Regions from separate parts of the Mus musculus genome. Here region 1 is linked to region 2. Evidence: chromatin contacts called from public promoter capture Hi-C data. All regions are on one chromosome and are shown on one strand. The core of a region is the stretch at or near the end of the contact, and the rest is flanking DNA. Distances in the headings are between cores, read along the strand shown.

What was found. Promoter capture Hi-C pulls out the DNA fragments that hold promoters and counts their contacts.
Region 1: a promoter capture Hi-C map of liver shows a contact between it and region 2, with 3 times the contacts expected there. The contact joins the enhancer-like site here to the promoter of Nudt19 in region 2. A contact is called at or near these places in 4 of 39 promoter capture datasets (cranial neural crest, hippocampal neurons and liver) and 2 of 115 datasets of contacts at active chromatin or transcription factors (astrocytes and embryonic forebrain).

The regions. Positions count from the first base shown.
Region 1 is chr7:38,206,633-38,213,541 of GRCm38.p6, forward strand. No RefSeq gene overlaps it. Among named protein-coding and RNA genes, the nearest start is that of Plekhf1, 18 kb to the right of the region's middle. Within about 2 kb of position 2,504, at least 22 of the 459 cell types and tissues checked have an H3K27ac peak or open chromatin away from gene starts, as enhancers often do. A contact at or near this core is called in liver, where this site is marked.
Region 2 is chr7:35,551,146-35,557,945 of GRCm38.p6, forward strand. It overlaps Nudt19 (nudix (nucleoside diphosphate linked moiety X)-type motif 19), which reads right to left and starts at 4,783. Exons shown (of 3, transcript NM_033080.2): 1 at 4,009-4,783; 2 at 309-516. The coding sequence starts at 4,659.

The DNA.
Region 1 (6,909 bases), core at 1,254-3,753, 2.7 Mb after region 2:
GGCATTCTAAAACTTCATGGGTGGGTGCTAGGGATGTCACATGGGTCAGTTTCTGATTGGCTTGTGTCCAGGTGGTCAGTGAACTGCATTCTTCTGTCATGATTGTTTAACCACAGGATGAGATACCCAAACCATATACGGCTGCCCAGCCTTGAATCCATGCTTTCTATCTACATCCAAGCCAAGCCAGAGTTGCACACAGTACATCTGCTCCTTCCTGAACCAAGGCTGAGTTACCACCTTCAGGTGACCACATACAATACCCTTGGTGTCACTGGTGTCCCAGCACAGATAGCCCATCCTGAGATAAGATTATTTCTGCATCCTTGTGGTTATCTGTAGGCTGTTCTTTGGATGGGGGATTTTGTGGCTTTGTTCCCGGAATTTATGGTCTGTTCCTGGAGCTGGTGACTTATGGCCGAGTTCCTGGGACTGATGACTTTGGGGGTTTTATGGTCAGTTCTTGGAGAGGATGACTTTCCTTTTGAAGTCAGGCCTGGCCCTAAAATGGGGTTTATGTTGTCCCCCAGTAGCCATCTTACTGAAGACCCCATCTCTGGCCTCCATGTTACTAAACCTGGGCTAGATCTCGACTTCATCTTCCTTGGCCCAGATGCACGTTGATGCTGCTGTCATTTCCTGGCTTCTGGACACTTGCTCTGCTTCTTTTCCCCCAAGATGGGGTCTAATGGCCTGGGATGCCCTGCAACTTGCTATGTAGACCAGGCTGGCCTTGAACTCACAGAGGTCTACTTATCTCTGCCTCCCTAGTGCTGGGATTGAAGTTCATATGCCACCACACCTGGCCCCTCTCTCTGCTTCTTGCCTGTGGTTCAGAATTTGAGTTCTCATAGCTATTCCAGTTGCCGTGACTGCCACTTGCCCACCATGACAGCCTCTTAGCACTCTGGAACCAGAAGCCCTGATAAACTCTTTCTTTTGTAAGTTGACTTGGTCATGGTGTTTTATCAGAGCAACAGAAAGTAACTAAGACAAGGGCCCTGGAAGCATTTTCTGAGCAGATTTCAGTGGAGGGAGTGGTTGCTCATAGATTAAGTCAGAGGAAAGGTGGGGAATTCCACAAAAGGATTGTGGAAACCAAGCTCAGCTCCTTCCCCTTGCAACTGCAAGATAACCTTATGGTTATACCTGCCTCCGTTGTTCTTTGGTACATAGACTGGGCCAGGATAAGTCACGTGATGCAGAAGTTCCCACCTTCCCTGAAAAGCTTTAAGAGTAAGAGTTCCTTTTGTTTAGGGGACTTGAGGGGCTCTTCCCTTCAACCTCTCCATCTTGCTGTACATAGTGGCTCACTCCCCCATGCATGTGGCCACATCTCTCCTGATGCTTTCTCTGGTGCAGAGGCTCTCTCCTACAGTACACACTGAAGGGTAAAGCCATGCCAGCTCCTTTACTGGGAATCTGCCTGTTTATTTCTAACTACTCCACCTGAAACCACAGCTTCAGCATCTCCCTCCCTGTCTTGTTCTTTTCCCACAGTACTTAGCCTCTGTAAACATGGTACTGTACCTGCCTGACCCGGTTAGCTTCCTGTTGCCGTGATAAACACCATGACCGAAAGCAACTTGAGAAAGAAAGGGTTTATTGCAGGGTAGAACTTATAGTCCACCATGAAGAGGATCTAGGGGAGGAACCTTCAGGAGCTGAAGCAGAGGCCATGAAGGAGTTCTGCCTACTCGTTTGCTCTCCACGCCCACTCAGCTTGCTGTTTCATACAACGCAGACACACCTGCCTCAGATGATGCCACCCATGGTGGGTTGGGCCCTCTCATATCCATTGTTAATTAAGAAAATATTTCTTCCAGGCAGCAGTGGCTCATGCCTTTAATTCTAGCACTCAGGAGGCAGAGGAAGGCAGATCTTAGTGAGTTCGAGGCCAGCCTGGTCTACAGAGCAAGTTCCAGGACAGCCAAGGCTACACAGAGAAACCCATCTCACAAAGCAAGCAAACAAACAAACAACAACAAAAAAAAAAGAAAAAAAAGAAAAGAAAAGGAAGAAAGAAAGAGAAGAAAAGAAAAGAAAAGAAAAGAAAAAGAGAAAGAAAAGAAAAAGAAAATATTCCCACAGACATGCCCAAAGGCTAGTCTGATGAGGCAACTCTTCAAAGTTCCCTCTTTCCAGATGACCCAAGCTTGTGTTGAGCTGAGAAACATTAACAGGCACATTGCCTCTCTCCACCCAATGAAAACATCTGTATCCAGAGAACAAATGTTGAGATAATCTCTTCAATTTAATAAGTTATAAAAGCATACCGGCCGGGCTAAACTCATAGGGACAGTCATGTGCCTTACAAACATCACAGTCCCTCTTTGCAGGAAATCTTCTTGGCACTGTGGAAGATCCTGGAGATATAGAGTGTAGTGGATAGTGGAGGGGCAAAGGCAGAACTCTCCTGCTTTTCCCACAGGGCTCCCTAGAATGAAATGAAAAGAGACTGACACAGCGGTGACAGTCACAGAAGCTTAGTTACGCAAAGCCAGGTGGCCCAGAGGTCAGGAGTTGGGAATGTGAAAATCTGGGTCTGTGGGAATGACATCAGGTGATAGTTAGTGATCAGCTTCCTCTAGAAACTGAATGAACCTCGGGAGAAGAACCAAGCCAGATGAACTCTGTGTGTGTGTGTGTGTGTGTGTGTGTGTGTGTGTGTGTGTGTGTGTGTGTGTGTATAGCTTGGGAATGGCTTAAAGGCCTTTCTCTAGCTGAGATAGCATGCTAGGACACTTCACACAGTATCTATCGCTCTCCAAAGGCCATTACTTTAGAATGATCACCAGGATACATAGTTGTTTGGGGTTCAATTCCCTGGATTCCTTCCATAGCAGACTTCTAACTTGTGTGTCCTGTTCCTCTCCCTTCACCAGTGAGGCCCAGGAGGGAGCTTTGCCTGTTTAGTTAACAGCTGAAGCTCCAGTTCTATCTCAGCAGATGTTTGTTGAATGAATAAACAAAAGATGGGACAGCCAGGAGGTGATTTGATCCCTTTTCCCATTGCTTAAGTGCCCCACAAACATTCACTGTCCCTTAGGAGGCAGGCCTGGCCCCAGCATGACCTTGGGCTCAGATAGACACTCATGAGGGAGAAACAGTTTCCTCCCAGTGAGGGAGGGAAGGCAGATTATCAAAAAACAGGATCTGAGGCCAGATTCCACATGTAACCAGAATGGCCACTGGGCAAAGGAGCGTAATACTGTGTCCTGGTTCCGGTGAGAAATGCCCTCACTAGGCTCAGGCATCTGAACAAGTCCCCAGTTGGTGGTTCTGTTTGGAGAGGTTTAGGAGGTGTGGCCTTGCTTGGAGGCCCGTGTGTCACTGGGGGGTGGGGTGGGGGTGGGCTTTGAGAGTTTGTCGCTTCATTCTGCTTCCTGCTTTTGGTCCTCTCAGCTTCCTGTTCCTGGCTTCACGCCTGCTGCTCGCTCCTGTGCCTCCGTCGCGCGATGGACACTCACTTTCCCGCATAAGTGGGAATGTATATGTCTTTAATTCCAGCCCTCAGGAGGAAGAAGTAGGTGGCTCTCTGTGAATCTGAGTCAGCCTGGTCTCCAGCGTGAGTTCCAGAGCAGCCAAGGTTCTAGGCTGAGACCCTGTCTCAAAAAGTTAGCTTGGGGTTACAGAGATAACTCTGTGGCTAAGAGTGCACATTAGTGGGGTGTGGTGGCCCGTGCATTTTATCTCAGCACCTGGAAGACAGAGGCAAGAAGATCTTTGAAAATTCAAGGCCTGCCCAGGCTACATTGTGAGTTCTAGGCCAGCCAGGGCTACCTAGTGAGACCCTGTTTCAAAAAAAAAAAAAAAAAAAAAGGTACATATTTGCAGAGGACCTGAGTTCGGTTCCTAGTATCCACGCCAGGCAGCTCAGAACTGCCTGTATCCAAGGTTCAGAGGATCTGATGCCCTCTTCCGGCCTCTGAACCATATACCCCTCACTTCACAATTAAAAACAACAACAACAAATAAATCATTACAAAGATGTATGTGCTTCACTAGGGGGAGGGGAGAAATTAAGCCTAATGGTTCAAACTTGGAATCCCAGCTCTTCAGGAGGCTGAGATAAGAGGAAAAGTCTGATGCTTCCCCATGAAATTGAGCGATTTCCTGTCTCAAGGTAAAGTGACGAGAGGGTTGGGGCGTAGCTGAGTGGTACTGTGTTCGCTTGCCTCACCGTGTATGACTCTAGGTTCCATCTCCAGCACTGCAAAAAGAACAGCGACAAAGAACAACTCCCAAGCCAGGTGTGGTGGTATAAACACATCGTTCCAGCCACCCAGGACAACGAGGCAGGAAGATGACAGGGCCTGTGTAGTCAGTCCCAGGCTAGCCGGGACAACTGAGAGTGACCCAGCCTCCATCTCTCTGGGTCCCTCTGGGTCTCTCTTGGTCTTTCTTGCTCTCTCTCTCTCTCTGTCTCTCTCTCTCTCTCTCTCTCTCTCTCACACACACACACACACACACACAAAAGGAAGGAGGCTAGGGGCACAGCTCAATGGTAGAGAGTTGGTCTAACATGGGCCTAGTACGACCAAAAAATAAACTTTGCAAGGAGGGGAGAGAAAAGATGGAGGTGGGGGGAGGGAGGAATGGGGACTAATAGGATGGACCGACCCTGCTCTGTCCTGTATCAGCCCCCCTGCTAATCCTCCCCAGCACATGTTTGGAGACACAGATTTCCCCTCCTGCTCCATTGTGGAATCAATGTGCACAAGTGTAGGAAGGCTCAGGCTGCTGAGACTCAGTGGGTCTGTCCCGAGACAGGTCTTCCTGCGCAGTTATTTTTCTATGTTGAGGGGGATGGGAGGCCTTTGTATCCCCAAATCAAGTTGTATCCGAATTGTTTCTTTCTGGGCTGTGACTCATGGTAATTGGCTCGGGAGGTACAGAGACTATGGCTTTGTAAGTTGGATAAAGAAATCACTGTTCCCCTTGTGGTTTTGGACGCCCTGTTATCCGTCCATCTGCCTTGAGCTATTCATTGTCTGATGGGCTTCTTTTTCAACAGAAGTCTGCACAGGACTGGAGAGATGGCTCAGTGGTTAAGAACGCTGGCTGCTCTTCTAGAGGACTCAGGTTTAACTCCCAGCACCCACACGGCAGCTCGTAATTGGTTGTAACTCCAGTTCCAGGGGATGTGATGCCCTCTTCTGGCCTCCATGGGCATCAGGTAAGCAAGTGTTACATACATGCAGGCAAAACATACACAGAAGAGCGAGGGGGTAATGGGTGTATCTGGACCCCAAGATAACCCAGCGCACTTGCTTTTCTTGAATCTTCTGAGAGTCACAGTGACACCTGCTGATGTGACCTCAGGATTATGTTCCCTGACACTGGGAACCCTGCTCTGTAGGAAAGTGAGGTTGACTCTTGCAGACTGAAGATTTCTCTGGTTAGAACCTAAGTCAGGTGGCTGCTTCTAGAGCCAGGGTATGGGTGAGGTCATCCACGATAAACCTCAAGGCTCAGGGGCAGAAAGAGGGGCTCTCAGGGGTGATCTTCCGAAGGCCGATGCTCACAGGAGCCTCTGTCCTGTTCTACACTCTCAGTCCCAGCTGAGATGGGCAGGGACTGCGAGCAGGGGACATTTCCATGTAAGAGTGTGAAGTGGGCAAGAGGAAGCCTCACACTGGTCCCTCAAGTGTAACCTGTACCCTTCAGGCCCTGGCAAGGGCCTTGTCAGCAGTCCAAGGGCAATGGAGGACAGGGCTCCTACACAGCTGCCTTCCCTGAGAACTCTGGAGAACTGGCCTCCCTCCTGCTCTGAATCTCACTCTTTCACTGGACTGGCTCAGGAGAGACCCAGGAACTCCCCCAGGCCAGCAAGAGGGTGACTGGCTCTTGGTGAGCTGGAAAAGGTCAAAGGCTTTGCTTCTTGGGAGTGGGAGTGGGGGCCCCCAGAAGGCTTTGCTGCTGTTCGGATTCCAGAGTCAGACATTTGACTGTGCTCAAGATTTTGGTGATTTGCAAGCTGCTTGAAGTTTCCATGGGTTTCCACAGCCAGGTAATTCTGTGGCTCTGTGTGTGTGTGTGTGTGTGTGTGTGTGTGTGTGTGTGTGTGTGTGTGTGTGTGTGTCACTGGCTCGGATGCCAGCTTCACCTCCCTGCCAGCTTGGGAGCCACACTGTGCAGGAAGGACACTCTGGGAAGCTTGCTCTTTGGAACCAGACACTCTCCAGACTCTCCATGACGTGCCAATGATTGAAATTTCCCCTTGTTTTTTTTTTTTTTTTTTTTTTTTTTTTTTTTTTTTTTTTTTTTTTTTTGCACAGAACTGTCTGGCTCTGTTTGTGGTCGGCCCCTGCCATCCCCCACCTCCAGCCAGTGCTGCCTTTCTGTTGTGAGCTTGGAGCACTTGGCTCAGGTTGGCCTGGGAGACTAAAGTGGGAGAGAGCAGGAGACAGGAAAGGCTTGGTAAGACAGAAGACAGTGCTGGTCTCAGCTGATTCTCTTTTGATCCTTCTGATCCAAGTGTCAGGTAGGGCTTGGGTGTCTGCTCCCTAGGCCTTGGCTTCCTAACCTTAAAGATGCAGGGTGAAGCGAGGCCTCAGAGTCACTGGGATATTCCTTCCTTCCTGGGCAAGAGCTCCCTGGAGAGGCTGGGGGACTCAAGTGGAGAAATGTGTGTGCGTGTGTGTGGGGTGGATTCTGACAGGATGCCTGCCTAGAATCCACCAGTGAGTGAGTGACTGAGGGTGGTGTCAGTTTGAAAACCTTACTTAGAGTTTAGCAGTGAAAGGTTTGGGGGCGTGGCTCAGCAGTACAGCTTGCCTTCAATCCATCATCAAGGGACTAGTGTCAGGACTTGGTGAAGGACCTTGCCTAGAATCTAGCAGTGAGGAGCTGAGGGATGGCTTAGCAGCAGACCATTTGCCTAGAGTGAGGGCTAGGGTCCATGGG
Region 2 (6,800 bases), core at 3,533-6,032:
ATTATGTCTGAGAACCACACAGCTGAACAACAATAAAAAAACAAACAAACAAAAACTTTAAAATAAAGAAGTTAAGAAAAAGATCCCTCAAAACTTGTCAGGAAGCATAAGCTTTTGTATTGGGCTGCATTCAGTTATCAGGGGGTGCATGGGGGTGGCCTATAAGCAGAGGTTAGCCACACCCACAGGCAGAGGCGACATAAAACAGGCTGTAACTCCTCCCTCTCTGCTGGGCAATGCTGCCAGAAAGCCTGGCTGTACCCAACTCGAATCCTAATGAACAGGAGTGCTATACTTCTCTGACTCACCTGGGAGAAGATGGATGGTGCCATCAGAAGTTAAAAGTATTATTGGCAGCCATTTCTCAGGTACTTCTGATGGGCGATCCGAACAAAATCTATACAGAGCAGAGAGAGAGGCAAAGTTTTCAAGTCTTCTCATTTCATAGAACTGTGGTGGTGCCAGCCAGATTTCTTTTGATAGGAAACATTCAGTTGCCTCTGATGGGGACAACCACTGTAAGAGACAAAGGGAGAAGCTTTGTAAGATGTATTGAGTCACCAGTCAGATCTGTGGTCGTTAGATGGGGATACAAGATCGATTTGATGTGAAAAACATTAACTTATCCAAAGGCCTTGCTAGAGCTCTCCGAGACAGCATAACTTTCAGAGGCCCAGACACTGCCATGTACCAATCGCCCTGCTTAGTCAGGAGGCTGAAGCAGGAAAATTGCTTGAGTCCAGGAGTTGAAGTCCTGCCTGGGTAAGATAATGAGGTCCTGTCTCAGAAAGAAAGAACCGGAGGCTAGAGAACTGCCTCAGTGGTTAAAAGCAGTTGCAGCTCTTCCAGAGGGCCAGAGTTGGGTCCCTAGCATCTACACAGGACAGCTCACAACCATCCATAACTCAAGTTCTAGGGGATCCAATGCTCTCTTCTGGTCAGCTGCATGCGTGTTAAACAAAAATAATCAATAACAACCAAATAATAAGTATAAATAACAACACTTAACAACAATAAAATGCCAATTAAAATATTAATAATTAGTAAATAAAATTCAAAAATCCTTTCAGTCACAAGAGCTAAACCCACACGTTACACAGCAACTCAATAAAATCTAATTTTTTTTTGGTTTTGTTTTGTTTTGTTTTTTCGAGACAGGGCTTCTCTGTGTAGTCCTGGCTGTCCTGGAACTCACTCTGTAGACCAGGCTGGCCTTGAACTCAGAAATCCGCCTGCCTCTACCTCCCAAGTGTTGGGATTAAAGGCCTGCGCCACCACTGCCTGGCAATAAAAATCTATTTTCAGACACCAAAAATGCCTAACTATAAGTAAGTAAATAAATATATAATAGAATGAAGTGAGCCCACCTATCTGCTTAAAGTCAATCCCAGTCCAAGAGCACTGGGGGAGACTAAGTAGCATCCAGGAGTCTTACTGACTAGAGCAGACTGGAGCAGACTGGGGCAGACTGGAGCAGACTGGGGCAGACTGGAGCAGAACTTGGAAGGCTCACTTAGTATCTGGTGAGCATGTGCCGAGAAGTTCTACCCAGAACTGAACTCCACAGCTCTACTGACTACTTACCTGGGCCTGATGACGCCCAGGGAAAGAGCAACTACCTGGGAGGTTGCTGACTAAATTCTTCATGCTCACCTGGATCCAAGACGTTTTCTAGTTTTCCCCAGCAGTATATTCCTGACAGAGGGAAAGCCTTTTTTGAATGTAAGGAGCTTTTCCACTCAAGTGAGCAGGAATAGAACCACAGAATAGAACGTCAGGGAAATGAGCCCCAAGGATGAATGCTACTGTGGACCCACTTGCAAACCATTTTAAACACACCTCAAAAGGGTAAAGTCCATCTCTAATAACTTAACTGCCTTCCGGGGAGAGTGCAACACTAGTTAAGAGAATAGAACAAAACCCTGCATCCAGCGACCTAAAAACAATGCTAACATGCACTCAAAAACTTCAGAGCATGCTGACGTCAAGCGCAGGGAAATGCAGTCCATAACTAAAATGCATGCACATGCATAAAATAAAATCGTTTGTTAAAAAGACAAATTTAGGGCTGGAGAGGTGGCTCAGTGGTAAAGAGCACTGACTGCTCTTTCTAAGGTCCTGAGTTCAAACCCCAGAAACCACATGGTGGCTCACAACCATCTGTAGTGGGATCCGATGGCCTCTTCTGGTGTGTCTGAAGACAGCTACAGCAAGAGTACTCATATACATAAAATAAATAAATAAATCTTTTAAAAAATGATGAAGTTAAAAACAGGGTCAAAGAGAAGCTCAAGGACAATTTTTACTACAGTTTAAGAGCACAAAGCTATAGATCTCAGCAGGTGCTAGCAGAAGGGAGATGGGGTGGATAGAGAGAGAGAGAGCTATGCTTTAAGTGGTCACCTGGTGGACGGGGTTAGCAGAGTAGCTTTAGAGAATGTCTGGGCAAGCACACCCAGGCTTTGGACAGTACTTCAAGGAAAGGATGAAAAAGGCATTTGTGAGTGACTCAAGAGAAGCAGGCAGGTCTGCATCCTCCATCACAGAAGCTCTGTAAGTATCTGTACCAAGAGGCCCCTGAGAGGAAGTCTAGGTTATGGCAAACTGACAAACTCCTGTTCTCAGCAGTTCCATTGGTCCAAAGATGTAAAGGAACTATCAACATAATAAAATAAAAAGGAAAAAAATTCAAAAAAAAATTAAATTAAAAAAAAAAGGAAAAAATTCGCTTTATAGTTAGTTACTTTTTATTCATGTATTTTTGCCTGCTTAGAAATCTGTACACCAGATGAGGGCCAGAAGGGGGCGTCAGATCCTCTAGTACTGAGGTTACAGGCAGCTATAATGCTTCCAGAAATACTATTTACAGTTGATATTTCATTTAAAAAAAAAAAAAGCAAACTTAAACAATTGAGCTGGGTGTGGCAGCACACGCCTTTAATCATAGCATTTAGGAGACGGAGGCAGTCAGAACTCTGAGTTCAAGGTCAGCATGGTCTACAGAGTCAGTTCCAGGACAGCCAGGGCTACAGAGAGAAACCCTGTCTCAAAAAAACACAATCAAATATTAAAAAGCAAAAAAACAGCCATTGAGTTTACTCAATTGGAATACTGAGAGGAAAAGGTTGAAATGAGTGAACGAGGCATCCAGGTCCAGTGGGAGGCCAAGCTGTCCAACATATGTGTAACTGCAGGTACAAGAAACAGGGAGTGGCGCGAGAGACTGGCTCAACTGAGATCTGGAGAGGAAGCATCCCGCAGAAGGCCTGAGTTCAGTGCCCAGCACCCATTCAAGGTAGCTCACAACCTTCCTCAACTCCTGCTCCAGGTGATTAGACACTTCTGGCATCAATGGGCACCTGCACTCACGTGCATATACTCTCACACCAGAACACAACTTAAAATAAGTCATTTTGTTTATTTTACAAAAAGGAAAATAACGGGCAGTTGAAAACATTTTTTTGCATAAATAAAAGATGAACTTGAAGCGGTGGCACACTCAAGACCTCGGGTCCTAGGCCTGAAGCCTAACTAACTGTGCCTGGTGCATTGCAAGTGACACGAAAAAGAAAGGGAGGGAGGGATGGAGGGAGACAGACAGACCAACTCGCGCGCGCGCACACACACACACACACACACACACACACACCTACCACGCGTGCGCATGCAGAGAGAGAAAGGGGTTAGAAAAAGGAGAAAGATGGAAAGGGAAAGGAGAGAGAAAGCGAAAGACGAAGGAAACGGGAACAGAGAAACAGGAAGAGATGAAGAAGGAAGAAGAAAGTTAATGACTGAAATCCTATAATGTGTTCTAGAAACCCGAATGAAAACGATTTAGGGCATGAAGTGAATTGGGAAGTGTCCAGAACAGGCAGTTGGGAGCATTGCCGCGCCCCCGCTTAGGGTGAGAGTTGAGTCCTTGAGAGCCTAAAGCAAGGTCACGCACGTGCGCCTTTGGTCTGGGGTAAGGCTCAGCGCATCCCGGGGGGCGGGTCCCGCGACCCCTACCTGGTAGCCCACCACCTCGGCCACGTCGGGCTCCACGCGCGGAATGTCGCGCAGGCAGCACAGGAAGAAGGTGGTGTCGAAACGGCGGATGGTTCGCCCATACGGGGTGAGCCATCCGCCCCAGTCGTGCAGCGCCCAGATGTCAGGCGTGCAGTCTAGGTGCGCACACAGCTGGAGGAAGCAGCGCGGGTCACTGCGCACGCGCGAGCGCCATTCGGCCAGGCCGGCCGGAGGCGACAGCGCCTGACTGGGCTCCTGAGAAGCTGGAGCCGCGTCCCGCGGCCGCAGGAGCAGCACCCCCGCCTCCTCGAAGGCTTCGCGGATGGCACAGATGCGCAGCGCTACGTCATCGGGCAGCGCCGCGGGGTCCGCGTCGCCGTGGGACAGCCCGGGGAAGGGGGGTTGCCGAGGGGGCTCCGGGCCTAGGCCGAAGCGCGGCGGCGTGTGCCGAGGCGCGAACAGACGCACCCAGTCGGGTGAGCTGTCGGCCGCGTCCAGCACGCCGCCCGGGAAGACGTGCGCGCCGGGCAAGAAGCGCTGGTTTTGTGCTCGCTGGAGAAGCAGCAGCCGGAAGCCGGCCGGGCTCGAGTGGGTCCAGCCTGCTGCCAACATCACGGTGGCTGCCCGCCGCCAGCTGCTCGAGCTGCTCATGGCCGGCGTCCTTCAGATCCCCCTTAGGAAGTGGCCGGGTCGTAGAGTGGTGTCCAGAAGCCCTATAAATGTTGAGGGCCTGAAAAATCCGGCCTGGCGGCTTCCGGAGGTTTACTTGTGGGAGGAGCGTGATTCCCGCGCCAGAGCACCTCCTCGAATGCCCTGCGCTTCAGTCAGGGTCATTCTCGCCCTGTCACAGCCCTGTCACAGCTGCTGCAGTCACCAGCCAGCCTCTGGGAGCACGGGTGCCAGTGTGGAGTGGAAAATAATTTCTAGTTGTGAACCTTTCCCACTAAACGCAAACGACTAGGACTTTGTCCCCTACGCTGGCCTGTTGCCTGTATAGGAGGTTCCAAGGTGTCTGGAGCTCTCTTGAACCATGCTAATAAACGAATGGGTGGATCAGATGCCAAGTTAGACTAACTACTCTGTAGTTTGAATGTCTTTGGCTAGTCCCTGTCCCTTGGGGTAGTCTGTCTTAAGTTGTAGATGTTGTTATTGCCTGAGCACCTGAGGATCAGGGAAAATTATCTTAGTGTGATTAGTTCTCTTTCTACGTGGGAGATGTTTAATCCTAGACTAGCAATGCTTCCCCCTCCTCTCCAACCTTTTTTCCTTTTTTCTTTTTCTTTTTGTTTTTGTTTCTTGTTTTGTTTTGTTTTGTTTTTAGACAGGGTTTCTCTGTGTAGCCCTGGCCGCCCTGGAACTCACTCTGTAGACCAGGCTGGCCTCGAATTCAGAAATCTGCCTCCCAAGTGCAGGGATCAAAGACATGCGCCACCACTGCCTGGCTTCCTCTCCAACTTTTAAGTGGCTGGAGGACTTGCACTTCTATTTTGTTTTTTGGAAACAGCTTGTTTCTGTCTCCCTTTTTGCAGCTCTCTCTCAGTCACCAACTCTTGTAAATCCCATCCTAACTGATCACATATTTTTAGGGTTTCGGATGAGTTAGGCTGTATTCTTGGGGCTATAGAGATGTTTTTTGTTAGTTTTGAGAAAGTATTATTATGTAGTCTTGCTTTTTTGGGAACTTGCTATGTAGACGACCAGGCTAGCCTTGAACTCACAGAGATCTATCTGCTTGTCTCTGCCTCCCCAAGTCTAGGACTAATAAAGGTGTGTGCCAGCCTCATCATTTTGCAGTTGACTTTGGTTATTTTTAATGTTAACCTGTCTAAAGATGGAGCTGTCTGTGTACTTACTGCATCTCCAGAAACAGAAAATGGGGCCACAGGTTGAGAAGTATCTGCCCTTAGTAAGATAACCTGCCGCCGCCGTCTATCTGTGAGCCAACAGACTACCCTTGTCTAAACTGATGCTCTTGGCACTGACACGGGAAATTTGAGCTGAAATTTATTCTAAATCTATTATAGAGCCCAGGTGTCATTATGGGAACTTTTTTTTTTACACTTATTACTTACTTATGCAAGTGCCATTGAATGCATGTGGCGCCCAGAAGACAATGTATGTCCTGGGTCATCAGGTTTAGCTGCAAGTGCCATTACCTGCCTCCTGCCCCTTCCCCCAGCCATCTCACCAGCCCCCTACATTAAAAAAAAAAAATCCTCTTTCCTCCAAGTGGTAACAGGATGATTCCCGTGTCTTTAAAGGACATACTGACAACTGTACAGTGACTCAGATGTGTGGGCCTGGCCTGGAGGCTATAGAATGTACTAGGCAAGAAACAAAAGCTTCAATGAAAAGAATGGTAATAGAATAGGAAAAGGGGACTGGTTTAAAGTGCATTTGGGAAATAGACAACACAATGTGGTACTTGACTGACTATGCAGAGCAATGGATAGGAAGGAGTTAAGTTCTGACTTAAGAGGCTGGTGACCTTCCCAGAGTGATAATATTATGTGTGAGACACTGCAAGCTTTGTCAGTATACTTGTGTAATACTTGCCAACGCCAATAAGGTTAAAAAGTTACTACTACAGATGCCTAACCTGTTACACAAGAGATTAAACTTTTTCAGGAAGGGCACATTCACTAAAATGGCTCTGTGGTTTTGTGACCCTTAGTGTTTGGTTTGATAGCAGCAGTCTTGTTCCCAGATTCTGGCCACTCTAGAACAAATCAACCAAGGCCTGGAGTACAAAGCGAAGCAGCAGACGTGGTGCTCATGCATTTATTTTTGTA